Regions from separate parts of the Sus scrofa genome. Here regions 2 and 3 are each linked to region 1. The links are chromatin contacts, called in public HiChIP or PLAC-seq maps. All regions are on one chromosome and are shown on one strand. The core of a region is the stretch at or near the end of the contact, and the rest is flanking DNA. Distances in the headings are between cores, read along the strand shown.

Region 1 (4,186 bases), core at 1,171-3,670:
AGAGAGAGAATTAGAGTTGTGTATAGTGACGTAATCCTGCACATCACAGAGGAATTGCTGTCCCAATTTTAAAGGGGAGGTTGTGCAGATTGGGAAAGATGATGAGCCTTGTGCAAGGTTGGTCAGTGGGAGGGCTTGGATTTTACCCAAGAACTGCCTGACTCTGAAGCCAGTGCTGTTCTTACATACCTTAGCCCCTGGGCAGACGGGAATCAGCAGTTCTGTGTACAGGGGCCATTCAGTCTTCTCCCTCGTTCCCTCCTTCATTTATCAACAATTTGTGGGGCAACTTCTATACATTATTTATCATGCAGAATTCAGTGAAAACAATCCACAGTCCTAGATTTTAGGGGGATATATATATATATACACACACACACACATATATATATATAATGTAATTTTGTCTTCTATAAGAAACAAGACTTACCCAAGGAATCCCCACTTCAAATGAGGAGGACTCAGTGGCCAAAGGAGAGGCTTCTTCTTCTTCTTCTTCCTTCTCACACTCTCCTTTGCTAGACTCTGGATTTTTAAAATGCTGCTTCCAGGGCCAAATGCACTTGATTTGTACAACCTGAAGTTCAGTTTAGCAAAGTCAAATGTGCTGTCTCTTTCTACCTTCAAGGTCTTCCTCACAGGACATGCTGTACAGCATAGGGAACTCTACCCTATATACTGTGATAATTTCTTTTTGTTTGTTTGCTTCTAGGGCTGTACCAGCAGCATATGGAGGTTCCCAGGTTAGGTAGGGGTGGAATCGAACAGCAACGCAGGATCCAAGCTGCATCTGCAACCTGCACCACACACAGCTCCTGGAAACACCGGATCCTTAACCTCCTGAGGCCAGGGATTGAACCCACAACCTCATGGTTGCTAGTTGGATTTGTTTATGCTGTGCCACAATGGGAACTCCTATACTGTGATAATCAATATGGAAATCTTAAAAAGAATGGATGTGTGTATATATATAATTGAATCATTTTGTTGTATAGCAGGAGTTATCACAACATTGTAAGTCAACTATACTTCAATGAAACTTTAAAAAGTGAAAAAAAAAAAAAGAATTGATGATAAACTGAAACAAACAAACAAAAACCCCGAGTTATTCCAGTCTCTTTGTTGCTTAAAGAGATTAGCTTTTCGCTGTTGTGTCCTGGCTAGTTCTAAGATACCACACATTACAAATCAGGATACTGGGGAGTTCCCATTGTAGCTTGGTGTTAATGAACCCGACCAGTATTCATAAGACTGTGAGTTCAATCCCTGGCCTTGTCAGTGGGTTAAGGATCTGGAGTTGCCATGAATTGCACTGTAGGTTGCAGATGCGGCTTGGATCTGGCGTGGCTGTGGCTGTGGCTGGCAGCTACAACTTCATTTTGACCCCTAGCCTGGGAACCTCCATATGCTGCAAATGTGGCCCTAAAAAGCCAAAAAATAAAAAAAATAAAAAAATAAGAATAACGTGTTTGAAGTACATATTGAAGAAAAAATGCAAATAAAATACAAGAATGATCAAAATAAAAGTCAGGTACTTTTTTTTCCCTCAAGGGAGACATGTACAGATTTACCTAAACTCAGGTAAATATGTCCACAGAAAACCTAGGACTTGAGATAGTTAAGCTTCCTTAAAGGTTAAAAGGAAAACACTGTCTATTTAGCCCCTATGCTGTGCTAGGCAGTGAGACCCTTTCACTGCTTTATCTCACTGAACCCTCCCACTAACCCTGAAATGAATATATTATTATCAAATAAGGATGGGAATTATTTGAGATGATGTAAGTAAGATGTCATGTCCATTGCCTGGCACATTAATTGTTCAATAGCGGGAGCCATTAGTACTATTGCTTAAACCCATTTGATAGATAAAGAAGTTAAGGCTCAGAGAGATTTGGCAACTTGCTATAAAGTTATGTAGCTGAGGAGTGGCAGAACACGAGTCCAACACAGACCAGTTTGGATCCACAGATCACATGTACACTTCCTGGGGCGCCGTGCAGTTACCAAGTTGCATTTTTTGGGGGAAAGACAAAACCTGACTTTTCATTTATTAATTAAAAAAAAAAAAATAACCTGGAGTTCTGATTCCCTGGGCCATTCCTGTTCCTGCAGTGTTTTTCTTTTTTCTCTAATTATCTAGTCTCGTTAATAAGAAGCCACCATACAGTTCTTTTTGTAACTCCTGGCTTAGCTCAAAATCTTACAGGAAACAAGGGGGAAAGCAGAAGATGCCGTCACCATCTGCTGCAGCTCCTTCTCGAGCCCCATGCGAACAAGTCCTTCTCTCCACCATAACTCATGTGCCCATTCTCTGCTCCTCCCCACCAGGCCCAGCTCCAGTCCTTCAAGGTCAAGGAGCACCACAGTTCCTTAGGCTGCACCATTGTGGTTGGCACACGCCTTCTCCTCCAAGGGGAACTGCATGCCTGCGTGGGATTGTTTCCTCTCAGCTAATTGCTCCCTCTTAGGCCCCACCCTGTGAAGACTGTCAGAGAAGGGGGCACTCCCAGGTCAGAGGTCAGGTCACAGACGCTCCCTGGCCAAGACCTCAGGTGAATTCTGGGGTTTTGCCGAAGAATTAAAGACTGGGGAAGCCAGGTCTCTTAAATGAAGCTCATTAGGAATCCCAGCAAAGCCGGGATCCCTGCGTGCTGTGTCATCACAGGCTACTGGGCCTGTGGCTTCATGGGCAAGTTATAATTAGCAGACAGCTCATCCTGGAAGAAAGCGGAGAGTGAGTCTCAGAACTGGTCTTTCTGCCCCCGGTTTGGCTTCCCTCCAGCCTGCCCCATCATTGTGTCACCCTCAGCCTTAAGATCTTTAATGACTTCCTTTTAAACTCTACTTAACAACAGGAAAGATGTTTATACAGTTTAAATGGAAAGGAAAAAGCTCCACTTCTCTCCCACTGCCTCTGTGCTTTACCTGACCAGCTTCTACTAGTTTCTAAGGTTCGGCTCTGCAGTCGCCTCTTCTGATGTGCTAGCCTGAGCCAGGTGCCTTCTCTGTGCCTTTGTTACACATCTTGGACCTCCCTCTAGCTCAGCCCTCACTGTCCTTCCCTTTGGTTTTCCATCCCATTTCTCAACCACGCAATGATCTTCTCATGGGACAAGACCCCATTAGCATAAGTGACATAGTAGGTGTTAGAAATACTGTGTGACATAGCAGAGTGACTGAGAAACATACTTGTGTCTCTTTTTTATGTTACTTCAAATTCACTGGAAATGAAAGAAAGGTCCCTCTTTTCTGTGTTACTGAGATTTGAATTTTCTTTACTCTTAATGAAGGCTGTAATTAATATCTTTTGGGGTTTTAGGGCTGAAAAAAATAAGTGAGAAGTCCCCAAATTCAGTCTCATGGTTTTTTTTTTTTTTTTTTTAATTTGAAGGTACAGATCTACTGGAGTGTACCTTGGACAGGGTCAAGGGCATGACTGTGGGAATGATCGGTGAACCACTCCAACTGAAAGGCATTGGTGGCTGTTATGGTGGCCTGTGCCTGGGTGCTAGGTGCAGGGGCCTCTGGAGCCCTGGCAAAGTTCCCTGTGGCTGAGCTGGTGCAGAGGATAGAGGGCTGCTAGCACAACCACCCACTTTCTGGTGGAGCAAGGACTTACATGCAGCAACACAATGGACTGGAAATGAAAACTAAGGCTGGAGTCTCCTTACCACTCCACTCCCTCTCCACCATTTTCCTGGGATGGATCTTATAAGCTCTAGGCTTCTTATATGATCCAGATGAGAGAGATGGAATGGTGTGGGGTGACTAAGATTGAATTTTTTGATAAGTAAGGGTAATATAGGAATACTTTTACATAATGACAATGTCTTGTGAACACAGAAAATAGACCAGCCTTGCAAAGACTAGCCTTGCAAAGGAATCAGCTGGAATGAGAAAGAGTCAGCCCAGTAAGCATGTATGGAGCCCTGGTTATAGTCCTGGGGCTGAGACTATTACGGTGGATAAGCCATGGACTTTCCTTTGCAATCTATGAGGAAGACCAGATGGACACATAATCAGGAATTTCAGCATAACATGTTATATCTTGAGGTAGAGGGAAGCACTAAAGGGAAGGGAACTTAGCCTGAAATGGGGAAGCAGGGAAGATTTTCTAGGGTATATTGTACTACTTGAACTGGTCTTTGGGGATAAATGAACTAAATTTGTGATTAAAAAAAAAAAA
Region 2 (4,186 bases), core at 919-3,418, 320 kb before region 1:
TGCGGGAGAGGAAGCTACCTCTTTGTGGCTTTAATTTGTATTCCTTTGAGGACTAATGAAGTTGAGCACATTTCCGTATATTTATTGACTATTTCTGTATCCTTTGTGGTGAATATATTTTACCCTTTTTGCAGAGGGTCATCTGCCCTTTTGTCCACTGATATATAGGAGTTCTTCATATGCATTGGATGTAAGTTCTCTGTCAAATAGATGAATTACAGACTGCTTGCCTCTTCATTCTCTCAGTTGTGTTTTTAATGAACAAAATAAACTCCCACATTTTCTAATTCTCCCTTTCACCTTTGGATTCTTGCTACCCTCTAGTTCACAGACTCAGTGAATGAGGAGAAAGGGTTTCTATTAGGTACAGAGAGCTTGAAAACGGTAATAGGAGGAAACGGAGAGATCCCCTGTTTCAAACCCCTTGGTTTTTCTTTTGGGGAACGACAGGCCAGAGATGGATAAATTGCTAGGAGTCACCAACTCCGCCAATAGAATCAGGGCCCAGGGTTCTTACACGGCCACATTCACTCCCTCTTTGGCGTGGTGGGAACAAGGTGAATTCTATGACAAGCCACTACACGGTTGCGGAAGTGTGTCTACATCAGAGAGAGTTTCATCAGCCCCAGGGCCAGAAGACTAAAGGAGCAAACCCTTCTGGACCCACCTCCCTCTATACCCCTGAACAGGGGCTTCAGTATGTTCAGAAAACTCTTGATATGCGTTGTTAACCCCTGCTAGGCTGTGCATAGCCTGAGGGCTATGTCTCCTTCTAAAAATAGGGAAGCGTTATTGACGTTGGCAAAGTGCTTGGGACAATAAAGAGAGATGGCGGGTTACCTCCATCCACCACAGTTTTACTCCAGTAAGTAATTGTGCTCTAGTCCAAGCTCTGATTACACAGAGTGGTTGGGAAATTATAAAGTCCACGCAACAATTCATATCATCTTAAGGAACTGATGAAATGGCTGGTCAAGGCCTTATTCTTCACTAGCTGAGGCCCGATTGTACCTGCTGAGTCAGCACTTTGCCCTTGGGAAGGGCCAGGCAGAGGGCCAGGTGCACAGTCTGGCTGCTGCTGCTGGTGAAGTCCCACAGAAACAGAATACCCAGGCAACGTCTCTCAGTGAAATGGATGTTAGCGGTGACCCCGATACCACGTGTTCCACTCATTCTCCTGGTGTCCCGTGGGGCACTTTGACCCTTTCTTCGCCATTCAGATTGAGCTTTAAAAAAAAAAACCAAAAAACAAAAAAAACCCTGATCTGATCAGGATTTCATTTCTAGTTTCCACCAGCATTATTTATTTACATATACACCCAAAGTCAGAAGGATATGCCCACTTGTGTGTCTCTGGATGGTGTTGCTATGGATACTTTCTAGTTTTTCAATCTGAAATTTCTAATTTTTTTATTAGATGAACTACATGAAAATGTGCTGGCTTTGTATGTCAAAAGTGACTGCATACTAGCATTTCAAGTGGTTTGACCTTGTGTAAGAAGCAAGTATTATTGTGGAATTTTTAAAAATAATAAAAGTTTTAATTTATTTCTATGTTAGACTAAACATAACGCTAATACCTAACACTTAAGTTCTTTTTTATTGTTAAACCCTCCATGGCACACCCAACTTCCTGGTGAATCTGCCTAACAGTGCCATAAGGTGGGGGTGAGGCTATTATAAACCCTATTTATAGATGGGAAAACTGAGGTTCAGAGAACTGCAATGAACCAGTCACCCCACTAGCCAGGGCAGGGCTATGAGTCAGAGCTCGAAGCCCTTGCTCATAATCATTACCCCATCTGGGGTGAATCTGTGCCCCTGGATTTCAACTGAAACTCTAAGTCAGAAATTCAAGGCAACCCTCCCAAGGGTGAGCCCCAGGGTTTGTGGGCAGGGTTGTATCTTACTCATGTGGGATTGTGGCAGCTCCCCAGAGCGGATACCCAAAAAGGATTTGCTCAGCAAATGCAATGATTAGACTGGTTTAAAAAAAGCAAAGGGAGAAATAATGGGACAGATACACTTTCCTGTCTTTAGCTTTTCTAGTGTGTTCCCCGGGATCAGAAATAACCCGCAGGCCCTCCAACTGCCTACCTCCATCTCTGTCCACACTGCTTTCCCAGGACCCACACCAACACTTACTGGAATCAAAATAAAGGGTGCTTGTTAACCATGGGCCAGCAGAGGGAGAACCAGCACTACAGCCTCTTCTAAGGCTGAACACACATCTCTTCCCTCTTGAAAACGGAAATCTCTGCTTTGAGCTGCCCAGCCTTCTTCTGGAACAGTTCCTGGGGCCGTGTAATGTTTCTGGAGTGTAATGTTTAATGATAAATTTAATAATAAAATAAATTTAATGATAAAGGCAGCTGTTCTTTAGTGAGCACTTAACTGTGGGCCAGGATCATGGTTGAGATACTTGACACGCAACCAAGATTTAAAACTCAATCTAGTTGACCTCAGAGACCAAAGGTTTTACCCACAATCCTTGGGTTTCAGAGGGGCTGTGAATCCCCCACCAAATTTTTCCTAATTTGTGTGTGTCTGTGTCTGTGCCTGTGCATATATATGTGTCTCTAGGCTTATGAGGTTTTATTTTTATTTTTTCCAAAGGAGAGAGAGAATCTCAAAGAGGTGAAAGATCCAATAAGATTAGAGACCACCTCAGGAAGAGAGGGTTAAGAAAAGCTACCTAGCTGATGAGAGAGAGAGAGAGAGAGCAAAAGATGAAACCATTCATTGTTCTTAAGCCTCTGGCCCTATGACTGAATGGGATGGAGTTCAGGCAAGCGTGTAACAGTCAAGAACATTGATCAATGAAGGATGAATTACAAACTCTTAAATCTGTGTTATCTAAGCCATGCTGGAAGAGAATGAAATACTCTGTACTGGTGAGATTGTGAAACCAGTTTTGTAATCAGAGGAAGCTCCTAGAACACAGTGGGGGTGGGGGCAAGGGAAGGACAGATGAGACAATATATGCATTTGTTTCAGAAGCAGAACACTGTAGGGACGTAGGGAGAAAGCTCAAGGTTATTCCAGGTGCATAATCCATTCCTCTTGGACAGCACTTTACCGTTTATGAAATTCCTTCACACACATGCATGCCAAAGGTCCTCAGAACGATGCTGTGAGGTGGGCAAGATGGACTACTATTTGCTTTTGATCTATGAAGAAACTGAAGCACAGAGGGGTTAAGTCATCTACCCAAGGTCACACAGCTAGCAAGCAGCCATTGTCTTCTAACAGCCAGCTGCATAGATTTCCCATGCCTCTAACAAGGGATATTTTAGTAAGAGAGACATTTACTGCCAAAATGTTTCCAATTTGTGACCAAATAAAAGTAACCATTGGAGACCATGTTGGTTTCAAACTCAAACTATCAACTGTGTAGTTAAGTCAGAGGGACAGAACTTAGTGATAAAGAGCTCCGGCTCTCGAATGGACGGCCTGGCCCAATCCCAGCCATCCTGAGAGGCAGTGCCGGCATCTGACTGCAAGACCCTTAATGCCCCAGACGTAAGTAACCCTCACGCAGGGAGGGGAAGCCGTTGTGGATAAACACTCCCGGTTTTTTGCCCCTTGGTGATGTGATTCCTCAGAATTATAAGCTTCAGTTTCTCAGAAGGTTCCGGGCAGGGCTGAGCCTTCAGTTACCCATAGTGGTAGCCGTGTCAACATTCTCTTTTGGCTTTCCTTCCTTCCTTGTCTCGTGGCTTCCCTTGAGGGCCTCTGAGTTCGGATCCTCCTAGAGAAGCAGAGCCCAGGTAGGTTCCCATGTGCAAGTCACTTTTGGGGAGAACCGCCTGTATTGGAAAAAGAGGAGGAGCAGGAGCAGGAAGGGAGTCCTCAGATAGAGATGCAGCTGTGTGGCCATCCTTTGCTGTGGGGCCCTGGCAAGGAGAGGGCGAGGAAGGAGGGCTGGCCAGGACGATTCTGGGGCTGCAGTGCACCCTCGGACAGTTCTGACCAGTGGATGGAGAGCCCTTGAGCCAAAGTGTCTGGGCTGAGGTGTTGTGGGCCACACAGCAAAGGGCCTCTAGCACCTAGAAGCTGACAGGAGAGGCGGATCCGGAAGGGTGGGGCCTGGGGCTGCCAATCAATCCAACACCCTTCCAGAGAGGGTGCCAGTGGTCTTTTCTTACACTTCCTTATCTCTGGGTCTGATCCTGGGGACTAAGGC
Region 3 (4,186 bases), core at 1,207-3,706, 280 kb before region 1:
TTGTCTTTCTCTTTCTGACTTACTTCACTTAGCATGAGAATCTCTAGTTGCATCCATGTTGCTGCGAATGGCATTATTTCATTCTTTTTTATGGCTGAGTAGTATTCCATTATATATATGTACCACATCTTCTTTATCCATTAACTGTTGATGGACATTTAGGTTGTTTCCATGTCTTGGCTGTTGTGAATAGTGCTGCTGTGAACATCTGGGTGCATGTATTTTTTTGAATGAAAGTTTTGTCAGGGAGTTCCTGTTGTGGCGCAGTGGTTAACGAATCTGACTAAGAACCATGAGGTTGCGGTTCGATCCCTGGCCTTGCTCAGTGGGTTAAGGATCTGGTGTTGCCGTGAGCTGTGGTGTAGGTTGAGGATGTGGCTAGGATCCCATGTTGCTGTGGCTGTGGCATAGGCTGGCGGCTACAGCTCTGATTAGACGCCTAGCCTGGGAACCTCCATGTGCCGCAGGAGCGACCCTAGAAAAGGCAAAAAGGCAAAAAGGCAAAAAAAAGAAAAGAAAAGAAAGTTTTGTCTGGATATATGCCCAAGTGTGTGAATATTGGATCATATGGCATAATATATGATATATACATATATGTATCTGTGTGTGTATACACACACACACACACACACACACACCGACTGGGTCACTTTGCTGTACGGAAGAAATTGACACAACATTGTAAATAAACTATAAAAATAAAATGAAAAATATATATCCCAGCCACACCTTTCCTGCTCTTGGCCGAGGGACAACTTCTCTGAGCCAGTTTTCTGCATAGCAAGTACATTGAGGATGTGTGCTCTGTGTCTTTGCTACATTTGTGGTGAGGAGCAAAGAAAGAAAGTTGTGAGTACACCAGTGCATAAACACGTGGACTAGAAACACACAGAAGGTGCAGAACCATTTGTTTCTAAATCACTCATTCAACTTTGCTCGTTCTTGCTCTGGTGACTATGGTTAGGGTGAGGTGTTACAGCCACCCACCCTTTCACCTGCAAGGGCTTTCCTGGAAATTGTCCAAAATACATTTCTGAGGTTAAAGACAGCTGCAAGTTACTTCCCTCAGAATAAGAAAGGTTAGGCTGAAAATAGTTCAGACACTTCAAACAGCAAAGATGTCCTTACATCACACATTCATCACAAGACTGTCACAAGGAACCCAGGCTGATGGAGCCACTGGCATCTCCAATGCGCTGACCACGGTGCTCTGAGGGTCCTGCCTCTGTAATTGAATGTGCAGCCCGGAAGTGACGTATCTCTCTTCCATTTACAATTTGTTGGTCAGTATCGACCATGTGGATCTCCCCCAACCTCACGGAGACAGGAAATGTGTGCCATCTTTTAGGGACCTGGAAATAGAGGACTGGAAGTCCGCAGCCAGCCATGGGGACCCGCCATTGATCCTTACAGGGGTGACGCTTTGACACTTGCTGGTGATGGAGTCACCTGTCTCATATGTGTAATGACCATTCATGGAGTTCTTGCTGTAGGTCAGGAACAGTGCCCAATGCGAGAGAAGCAAAGTTCTAGACAAGTTCTCTGCCCTCGAGCACAATATTGGAAATACACACTGGGGGGTATGTGCTTCCACCAGCCGCTTCCTCCAGCCTGAGGAGAGAGGGATGGGTTCCTGGAGGTGGTGTCCAAGGTGCGTCCTACTGGAGCAATCAGCCACGGAGAAGCTGGGGAAGAATGTAATTTCCAGTAAAGAGAGTGAGAGTTGAGACAAGCCAGAAGCAGCACAGCGTGTGCCAGCCCCCTCCAAATAGCACTTCTGCTGGAGCATCAGCTGTGAGGCAGGATGGCTGAGGGTGGGGAGCTTGGCTGGATGGAGGACCTTGCTGTTAGGAGGTAGTAACAGCATCCGGGGAAGAGAGAGTGAAGCCTGTTGCAGGGCGGGTGAAGTGGGGATGGAGGGAATTGCTTAGGTTCAAGAACCCGTGGAATCCTGCCCTCAGCTTTAAACTCACCCAAGAAGTAGCCGAGCATAGAGGGAGGGAAAGACCTGGCCGCTGTGTCCCCTCGCTTAGAAGCCAGACTTCTTTTGGTTTAATCCTGGCTCCCCCATTAAACAGCTGCGTCATCCCTGGTTAGTTATTTGCCCTCTGCGAGCTTCAGTTTTCCTGTTTCCAAGATGGGAATAATGACAGACGACTTGGTCTACGAGATTAAAGAAGTTAATATGTAAGGGGAGCTCAGGACAGAGGCTGCAGGGTGTGGACCACGGCTCCCAGCTCCCCAGGGGGTTCCTGCCTCTCCCAGCCAGGCCTGGCCTGTTCTGCCAGCTGAAATGTCAACATGGGGCAGTTTCTGTCTGAAGTCCCTGGGGACAAAGGACGCTTTGCGCCCCAGGACCTGAGCAGTGTCCTTCTCTCTGCCTCACAGAGGCCTTCCCTTCCTGGCCTGCAGGGTGGCCAGGCTCTGAGCAGCAGGCCACTTTCTGCTTAGTCACCCTGTCCTGCCCCTCTTGGCTGATGTCCAGCTGCCAGGTTCCCGGAGGGAGGAGCCCGCTCTCCTGAGCTGTTTCTGTTCCGGGGGCGGGGGGTGGGGGCACGGCAAACAGTGTTTTATTTGAGGCGATCAAAAAGTTTTCCTAAGAAACAGTAGAGGGTTTTTTTTTTTTTAAATGGGGCACTGCGGGCTGTTTGCCAGAGTGGTCTGCCAAACCATGCCAGTAGAGGAGGCACTGTTGTCACTGGGCTTTGTGCCATGAACTCGCATCCACTGACCGAAGCAGGAAGCAACAGCCCAGGAGAGCCTGGGTTCCAATCTTATTTTTACCATATAAGACAGATGCGCCCTTGGTGGAGGTTGCGAGATGCTCTGTTTCAGTTCCACAGCTGCCGCGCTGGTAATAATAGTTGCCGACTTTTTATGGACTCTCGCTAAGTGCCAGGCTCCCCACCATGCTTTCAAAGCATCTTCTCCTTCAGTCCTATCAGCTAGTGAACTAAGTTCCCTTCTTATTCCTGTTTGACCCTTGAGGACGCTGACTCTCAGAGATGTTAAGACACTTGTATGAGGTCACACAGCAGTAAGTGGGAGAGCAAACCACTGACACCAGGGACTGCAGGGACTGATGGGGACATGTGAGTCTCACACTGCGGTGTGTGAGACATGGCCTCCATTGGTGTTATTACTATTCTGTGTTCCTTAAATGCAGTGTGATTATCCTTTTAAAACGAAGGAACAACAGCAAAAAACACAAGGTAGCAACCTCATTTTCTAGGTTATTTTTCTCCTGAACCAGGTGAGGACGGGTCTTGCCTCTGGCCCACCGTCATTATGACATGGAGGGACAAGGAGGGACACAGGGGTAATGAGGCCACCCTCAAGCTGCCTATTTATTCTGGTTCTGTTTGCTTCTGGACTGTCTTAGGGTGACCTTGTTTTGAAGCAGAGTGACCTTCAGTCTGCCTGTCCTTAACTTTGTGGTTTAGGACAAAGTGTGTAGGTTGTAGAAATTGCACAGATTCCAGACAGGCTGACCACATTTAAAATCCCACCGACAGGTGCGGGACGCCCACTCGTTTAACTCTGTGTGGCTCAGATGCATATTACTCCTCAGAGAACAAGATTCTTCCTCAACCAACTTGGACCTGGGCTATTTTCCTTGCCAGCTCAGGGCCTGATAACACCAGGGCTTTTTTTTTTTTTTTTTTTTTAAACGTTTCCAAGAGTCATTTGCTCTTTTCCCAGAGCTTCCTTCCAGGGGCCAGAACTAGACCCCGTGGCTGAAGCCAAAAGTGCATTCTTCACTTGGTCACCACCAAAGTCAAATTACTGAGCAAGCAGGTGCAGATGAGGCCATCACCACACAAACTTAATTAAAAAAAAAATAGGTAAGTGACCCAGTTTTCTGGCGAGTGACATTTTGGGGCTCGCCCTTCCCCCACCCAGAGTGCCTTGAAGAGGCTGAAGGATGAGGTCATTCTGCATGTGACAGGGACACGGCTTGGCAAGAGCTGCTGCTTGGAGCCTGGGATCTGACTGCCATTTGGGCTCCTGTCGGAGTCACCGTCGAGACCATTAATCTTCAACTTACGGCTGTGCTGTCTCAAGGGTTGTGTTTTCTTGTTCTGTTTTGCTCGGTGTGGCATTCAAGATGCCTTCACAGAAATTTGGGTCGGGGCAGGAAAATGCTATGTGAATTATGTCCTCGTGAAGTCACCATCTGGTCAAT

What was found. HiChIP or PLAC-seq counts read pairs in DNA pulled down with a chosen protein or histone mark.
Region 2: an H3K27ac HiChIP or PLAC-seq map of alveolar macrophages shows a contact between it and region 1. The contact joins two enhancer-like sites. A contact is called at or near these places in 1 of 47 Hi-C or Micro-C datasets (liver) and 1 of 2 datasets of contacts at active chromatin or transcription factors (alveolar macrophages).
Region 3: a contact with region 1 is called in an H3K27ac HiChIP or PLAC-seq map of alveolar macrophages. The contact joins two enhancer-like sites. A contact is called at or near these places in 2 of 47 Hi-C or Micro-C datasets (heart right ventricle and liver) and 1 of 2 datasets of contacts at active chromatin or transcription factors (alveolar macrophages).

The regions. Positions count from the first base shown.
Region 1 is chr8:10,247,760-10,251,945 of Sscrofa11.1, reverse strand. The region is part of intron 4 of LOC102158082 (a long non-coding RNA gene); the gene reads left to right. Among named protein-coding and RNA genes, the nearest start is that of CPEB2, 160 kb to the left of the region's middle. Within about 2 kb of position 2,420, at least 8 of the 83 cell types and tissues checked have an H3K27ac peak or open chromatin away from gene starts, as enhancers often do. A contact at or near this core is called in alveolar macrophages, where this site is marked.
Region 2 is chr8:10,563,178-10,567,363 of Sscrofa11.1, reverse strand. No RefSeq gene overlaps it. Among named protein-coding and RNA genes, the nearest start is that of C1QTNF7, 93 kb to the left of the region's middle. Within about 2 kb of position 2,168, at least 10 of the 83 cell types and tissues checked have an H3K27ac peak or open chromatin away from gene starts, as enhancers often do. A contact at or near this core is called in alveolar macrophages, where this site is marked.
Region 3 is chr8:10,531,916-10,536,101 of Sscrofa11.1, reverse strand. No RefSeq gene overlaps it. Among named protein-coding and RNA genes, the nearest start is that of C1QTNF7, 120 kb to the left of the region's middle. Within about 2 kb of position 2,456, at least 52 of the 83 cell types and tissues checked have an H3K27ac peak or open chromatin away from gene starts, as enhancers often do. A contact at or near this core is called in alveolar macrophages, where this site is marked.